Linked DNA regions of Canis lupus: region 2 is linked to region 1. A link is a contact called in public Hi-C data. All regions are on one chromosome and are shown on one strand. The core of a region is the stretch at or near the end of the contact, and the rest is flanking DNA. Distances in the headings are between cores, read along the strand shown. Region 1 holds the start of PDS5A (PDS5 cohesin associated factor A). Region 2 holds the start of UBE2K (ubiquitin-conjugating enzyme E2 K).

What was found. A called contact is a pair of places that touch in the nucleus more often than the background predicts.
Region 2: a contact with region 1 is called in a Hi-C map of blood, with 6 times the contacts expected there. The contact joins the promoter of UBE2K here to the promoter of PDS5A in region 1. A contact is called at or near these places in 5 of 9 Hi-C or Micro-C datasets (amygdala, blood and liver).

The regions. Positions count from the first base shown.
Region 1 is chr3:73,091,993-73,095,579 of UU_Cfam_GSD_1.0, reverse strand. PDS5A (PDS5 cohesin associated factor A) reads right to left here and starts at 2,095. Exons shown (of 33, transcript NM_001313809.1): 1 at 2,015-2,095; 2 at 1,199-1,376. The coding sequence starts at 1,336. LOC119876149 (a long non-coding RNA gene) reads left to right here and starts at 2,798. Exons shown (of 2, transcript XR_005357278.1): 1 at 2,798-3,419.
Region 2 is chr3:73,351,335-73,354,890 of UU_Cfam_GSD_1.0, reverse strand. UBE2K (ubiquitin-conjugating enzyme E2 K) reads left to right here and starts at 2,235. Exons shown (of 5, transcript XM_038533449.1): 1 at 2,235-2,534. The coding sequence starts at 2,472. It overlaps LOC102155382 (a long non-coding RNA gene), which reads right to left and starts at 2,129. Exons shown (of 4, transcript XR_005357280.1): 1 at 1,702-2,129.

The DNA of each region.
Region 1 (3,587 bases), core at 846-3,345:
TAGAAACCCTGTCAACATTGTTTCTTCCCTCACCTCCCACCAAGTCTGATTGATTCTAACTCTGAAACATTTCTTGGATCCTTCGCTACCTCTCTTCCACTACCATAGCTCAACCTCAAGATTTCAGCATCTTTCACCTATACTACCATTAGCAGTTTCCTAGTTGGACTCCCTGCCTCAAGTCTTTCTCTTTCTTTGCCTCAATCTAGCCCCAATTGTGACAACCAAAATATTTTCAGCGCTGACAAACGTTCCCTGGGAGTCAAAGATGCCCTGGCTGAGGGACACCTGGGTGGCTCAGTCCGTTAAGTGCCGGACTGGATCTCAGGGTCATGAGTTAAGCATGACAGCCAGTGTGGAGCCACTTTAAAAAAAAAAAAAAGGCGGGGGGGGGGGGGGGGGGGAGAAAAGAAAAAAATGAAGATGCCCTGTCTGAGAAATACTCCATCAAGTTGCTCTCGTAACAACAGCACTTATCCTGTAAGGCTGTAGGCATAATCAATGTCCATGCAACAAAGCAAAAAGCTGATCAACATAAAGCTGAAACTTACAACCCTGATCTTAGGATCACCATGGTTTAAATAAGCTAACTAAAAAAGAGCTAAAATATTCTCTCTTAAAAACCCCTTTGAATATGCAGACATAAATCATCACCTTACTTCAAGTCTGAATTGTGAAGTCAGTACATTCTGTGAAAGTTCAACCATATTAAATTCGTATTTAAGCTTCCGGATATTAGAAAATTGTGACAATTTAATAAAAATGCTTTTGTGATTGGTCTCCTCGGAAAGTGATGGAAATAGGACCCTTCCTAGGCAGCTATTGCCTAAACTTAAGATTGTAAGCTACTTTGAACAGTATTCTCATAAATATTTCTAGAAAAAAAGTTATATATATATATCTCTCTCTCTCTCAAAAAAAAAAGCGCACATTCTTAGGTTTGAAAAAACAGATACACTGCTTTTAATTTTCCATAATGATTATATCCCTACAGAACCAAAGATACAACCAAGATAATCCCTCTCAGAGGTGGTAAAAAAAGGAGATGACAAGATATCTAAAACAAACAAACAAACAAACAAAAAACCCTGGTAGGTGAAACTGTAAAGGCCAGGCCTAGCAGTGCAGTAATAATACCACGGGAGAGAGCACCTCCTACCACAAACGTCTCAAGTGTGAACACTGTCCAGACGCTTACCTTCAGTCGCTTGATCATTTCATCGGTGGTGATCTTGTCGGTGATCTCCTTTACCCCCGGAGGGTAAGCGATCTTCCCGTCTGCACTCACGACGCCACAGAGGGCAGTGGCAGGCTTGGGCTGCGCGGTGAAGTCCATCCTGGGGGACAACTTTTCTTTCACAGTCCTCTACCGGCCTCTATCGGTCAGAAAACAAAAGTTCAGCGAGAAAGGGGAGACTTTGTAACCTCTTTTTTCATTTCAAAAATCTCTAATCTGCAAAGGGCCCTTTCTCCACGGAGGCCGGGGACTCGGCGGCGGCCCCGCCACTCGCCCCTCCCCGGGCCCAGCCCCCGGCGGCCGCCCCGCCACCCCCACTCACGCGGGCCCCGCCGGCCCCGGGCCCCAGGGGCTCTCCGGCACCAGCCGCCGCGGCCGCGGGGAGCGCCGAGCTGCACCAGGAGTTTCCCATTCCGCCTCTCACAATGAAACCCACCCCGACGCACCGAGGTCCGGAGTTCGGCAGCCTCCCGAGCCCGGCGAGGCCCTCACGGCCCCCGCTCGGTCGGAGAGAAGCCCCGAGCCCCCGCCCGGCCGGTCCCCTCCGGGAGAGGAGCCGCGAGGCCTATAGGGCTCGGCTTAGGCCGCAAAACTAGGGACCCGAACGGACCCGCACGCAGCGGCGGCTCCGGGAGACGAACGCCTCTGCCGGGCCGCGCCTCAGGACCCCCGGCGTCCCCGCCACGCTCCCGCCCCTCCCCTGTCCCGCGGGAGGGGAAAACAAGCCGCCCTCCACCCCAAACCCCACGCCAGGAAGCGGCTGACGCGGCTCCGCACTTCACATTTTGTTCCTTCAACTTCGGCTGAGGGACCCCGGCGGCTGCTCTCGCCCCCGACCGCTCGGCGCCGTCCAGCGCTGCCGAGGCCTCACTGGCACCTCGGGCAGCCCCGCCGGGCCTCGGTCCCGCGCCCCCCCCCTCCGGTCTCCCCTTCCGTCCCCTCCCTCCACCAACCGAGGGCGGGAGCCGAGCCGCCGCCGCCTTTACCTCCTCCTCCTCATGCGGGCGGAAGGTGCATCGAGCGCCCGGGCCTCTGTCAGGTGGTTGTGCCGCCGCCCCTCGTCGGGCTGCACACAAAGCGGCTCCGCGGGTCCCGCCGCCGCCGCCGCCGCCGCCGCCGCCCGCCCCGGAGCGGCGCTGGGGCTGGCGGTGCCGAGGAGGAGCAGCCGCCGCGGGGGGAGACGCGGGGCGAGTGTGCGCTGGGCGGGGAGACACTGCCGCTCTCCGTCTGGCCGAGGAAGAGCAGCCTCGGAGAAGGCTCCTCCGGGAGCGGGAGCGGGAGCGGGAGCGGGAGCGGGAGCGGGAGCGGGAGCGGGAGCGCCCGCGTCCGCCCGGGACCCCCGCGGCCCGCCGACCCACCCGCACCTCGCGCCGGCCGGGTCCGCCGACCGGGACCCGGACGCCCCTCGCAGCGGCGCGCGCCCGGCCGTCCGTGCCCCCGGGAGCCGGCCCCTCGCGCACACACCAGCCGGTCACGCGAGCGGTGCGAGAGCACGCGAGAGCAGGGAGCGCGCCTCGCTCCCTCCCCTTCCTCCGCCGGCCGAGCCTCCGCCTCCCTCGGGCCCGAGGCGGCCGCGCGCGGGGCGGACAGCGCCGCCACCCGGTTGGCGCCAAGACTCGCGGCGCACAGCGCCTCTGGGAGCCCTGGACCCGAAGGGCGAGCGGAGGAGGGGCCCCTGTGGCGGGAAGCGGACCGGGTCCCGGAGGCCCTCGTGAGGGAGCGCAGGCAGGGCGGACCGAGCCGTACGTTACGCCGCGAAGAGGAGTTCAAGACTCTTCGGGGTCATCCTGAAGAGACGGGGGCGGAGCTGCTTGCAAGACGGTTAATTACTCGATGAAAATGAACTGATTTCCTCCCCAGGGACAGAAGAGCTGCAAACTGAGGAAAAAGTTTTACCACATGGCACAACGTGAGCTGCTCGTTCCTGTTCAGACAACCACCGGGGTTTTTGCCTTCTCCTCTTTGGATTTCTAAAATCGATATTTTGAAAGCTGCAAAATATGAAGGTAGCTTTTTTTTTTTTTTTTTTTTTTTTGAGTCCAGTAGTTCTCCAAGAAGGGCCTGAAACGTAGGTTCCTGGGCTCCACTCCCAAACCTAGAGAATGAAGATCTCTGAAGGACACCCAGAAGGAAGCATGTTTACAAAGTAGCTGGATGAATATGGAAATAATATTTTTTTGAGGTTTTTTTTTTTTTTTAATTTTTATTTATTTATGATAGTCACAGAGAGAGAGAGAGAGAGGCAGAGAAACAGGCAGAGGGAGAAGCAGGCTCCATGCACTGGGAGCCCGATGTGGGATTCGATCCCGGGTCTCCAGGATCGCGCCCTAGGCCGAAGGCAGGCGCCAAA
Region 2 (3,556 bases), core at 986-3,485, 260 kb before region 1:
AAATCCCTCTCTATCAAAGAAATGACCATACTCTCCCAAGTTGTCCCCCTGTGATTTGAATGTTGCACGTCTCCTTGAAGTTCCAAAATTAAGATTGGGGACTGAATGAAGTTGATAAATGTAAAGTACTCAAAACACTTCAAAATAATTATTTTTATTTATTTGTTTATTTTTTCAAGGTTTTATTTATTTATCATGAGAGACACAGAGAGGCAGAGACATAGGCAGAGGGAGAAGCAGGCTCCCTGCCGGGAGCACTGATGCAGTACTCTATCCCAGGACCCTGAGATTACAACCTGACCCAAAGGCAGATGCTCAACCGCTGAGCCACCCAGGTGCCCCCCAAATAATTATTTTTAATATATTGACACAAATACACATAGCATTGCAATGATTTACATTACACCAATAATTCATTGTACCGTGACCCACATGTATAACCTCTGCGGACCACTAGGGGGCTCTGCTGGAAGGGTTTTTTATAATTTATATTAGTCCACTAGGGAGGTATTTCCAAATGATGCTTTAGAATTCTGACCTCTTAAAACCTGAAAGAGAACATCTAGTCCAGCTTCCTTATATTACAGATGAGGAAACCAAGGTTGGCCAAGATAGCTAGCATGGAGTAGAGCTGGAATCAAAAATTTCCTCTTGGTTCCGATGGCAGAAGTTCAAGAACTTTTTTTCCATGTGCCTCCACTTGAATGATTCACTGCCTGTGAATCACTTTGGTGCCACAATTTTAGTAATTCTTGCTAAGACCGTGTATTTGTGATATTTTTCTCGGAGGATACTTTACTAACTGATGAGGAGAAAGCAGCTCATGAAATAAAAACTTCTAAATAAACTTTATTACTTTATTCCAGAATGTTCTATGTAAAGTACCGCTCAGCACCAAAACCATATCACTTCCTGAAACCCTAGCAACCATTTTCAATTTGCCTTTCAAACTTACTATATACTTAAAACATTTTTCTCTTATCTTCATTTGTTCACTCAATATTTATTGAGTGCCTACTAGTGCGAGACAGTCATAGGCCCTTAGGTTTACAGAAGTAAAGCTACCATTCCTCCACAAGAAGCATCTATTTCTCCATTTAAAAAAATATGTATTTATTTATTTTATTTCTCCATTTTCCACTTTAACATACAAACTATTTTCACATGTTTTAGTTTAGTGGTGCTGGTAGTGTGGTCCCTGAACCAGCAGCAAGAGCAGCAGCATTTGAGAACTTGTTAGAGAAGCAAATTATTAGGTCCACCCCACACTCTAGGGATGGGGTCTAGCAACCTGTTTTTGTTTTGTTTCGTTTTTTTAAACAAACTCTTGAGGGATTCTGATGTAGATTCAATGTTAAAAACTTAAAAAAAAAATGTCACTAGTGTCAAGGTTAAGAAACCCTGTTCTCTTTTTTTTAATTTTTAAAAAAATTTTATTTATTTATGATAGTCACAGAGAGAGAGAGAGAGAGGCAGAGACACAGGCAGAGGGAGAAGCAGGCTCCATGCAGGGAGCCCGATGTGGGACTCGATCCCAGGACCCCGGGATCATGACCCGAACCCAAGGCAGCCGCTCAACTGCTGAGCCACCCAGGGTGCCCCCAAGGTTAAAAACTCTTACACCTCGGTACTGATGATCTAAGTAGCTCAAAGATCAACATCTGACTTCGAAATCTACCTCAGGCATCTACATGGAGTTACCTGTTTCAAATACACCTGATGCGACCCAACAATGACCACTTTGAATTCAGCGACGTGGAGTATCTGGAACAATCGCGTTAGTAGTGGCACTTTAATGGCTTCAGAACAAAAACGGACCGCCGTGGGATTTTTCTGGGCCTACACCGACAGAAAATGGGCCGGATGAGTTCTGGAATGGTGTTTTCGTGCCCTCGACCCAGTCAGGCGCAGCAAGCCCGGGGGTCCTGGGTCTGGCTGGGTCAGGACGGCGCTCGCAGCCGACCGGGGCCGCGAGAACCCGCTAGCTCGCGCCCAGCCCTCCGTCAGAGGCCGCGGGTGGGAAGCCTCGGCCGCACCACAGCGATTTGGAGAGGGGCGGAGGCACCCGAGAGGACCCGGGAGGCCCGCGCAGGGCCGGCCAGCGCGGAAGCCGCACCCTCCTGGCCTCAGACGCCGGCAGGGCGGAGCCACGCGGCCGCAGCTCCGGCAGAGACGCGCGGCGCAGCGCGGCGCGGGCTCGCGTTTGAGGCGTATGGGGCTACAACGGGAGCGGCTGCGCCGCCCGGCCGGGTCAGCGTCTTGCGCATGCGCGGACCCGGCGCCATTTTGGTGGCCGGGCGCGGAGGTGATTCCACACTGAGGAGAGCGCGGCGGCCGGGTGGCAGTGGCAGCGTTCGTGTGCTCGGGTGTGAGTCGCCGAGGGAGGAGGCGCTGGTGGAAGAGGTGGCGGCGGTGGCGGTGGTCGTAGCGGTGGCGGAGGAGGCGGGTACGAATCAGCTGCGGGCGGAGACATGGCCAACATCGCGGTGCAGCGAATCAAGCGGGAGTTCAAGGAGGTGCTGAAGAGCGAGGAGGTCAGAAATGAACTCCCAGACATGCCCCCACCCCAGCCCTGGGCGGGAGGGTGCTCCCAGCGGCGACCCCGGCCCCCCGGTAACCCCTGGGTGGCCCTCTTGGCGGCCGCCCTTTCTGCCTGTGGGGAAGCAGCAGTCTCCCCCCTGCTTCCGTCGCCCTCCCCTCCCCTCCCCGGGCCCTGGGATGGACAGTCTCGCGGGCGGGCGGTCTGGAGAGGAGCACGGTTTGGGGGGCAGATGGAGAAGGGGGCGCCTCCTGGAGGGGTGTGAGCTCTAGAGAGAGCCCGAGGCCGTGGCAACAGCTGGAAGTGTGGATGTAGGGTGGGGAGGGAGCAGGCCGGGCCTGAGAAAACCCGGGAAGTGGGTTGGGGGAAGGGGAAAGGTGGTAACTGGATCCCGAGAGCCGCGCCGCTCCGAGGCCCGCACTTTTGAGGGTTTTCTACGTTACAGCCTCTTTGGCCTCCACTGTCCTTTTCTTTTGGGAAGGAGCGGTAAAAAGACCTTAGGTACTGATGAAAGAAGGACGTTTCAGAGTTACTCCCTCCTTAGTTCGGTGTTGGGAGAGAAGAGGAGACGTAATGGGATACTATTCTATTGGAGTGGGGAATGAGGGAATTTTCACCTGAGGTAGGGAATTAATTCCAAAATAGATCATTATCTCATTTTTCCCGACTTCCCCCCCCCCCACAACCCTTCCTTCACCCCACCCCCAATTCCTAGGCCTCTTTTCTGTTGACATCTAAAGCTTTTTGATTGGGTCGAAGGCATGTTGTTTGGTGTATTAAAGGCATTTAGATATTTTTCGATAGGAAAAAATAATGGAGGGTAAAGAGTAGCTTATTTCAAAATATTGTTTACAAGTTACAGGTCAGAGTCTCTCCTAAGACAATGCCTCTGTGACTGTTGTGTTATGCCATGAAACTTCATTATGATGTCTCTCATAGTTAACTTGATTCTTACTTTTGAAAAACCAGCCCTATTAAAAACATGGGATTTCCCCCGGATTAATATATTATTATACC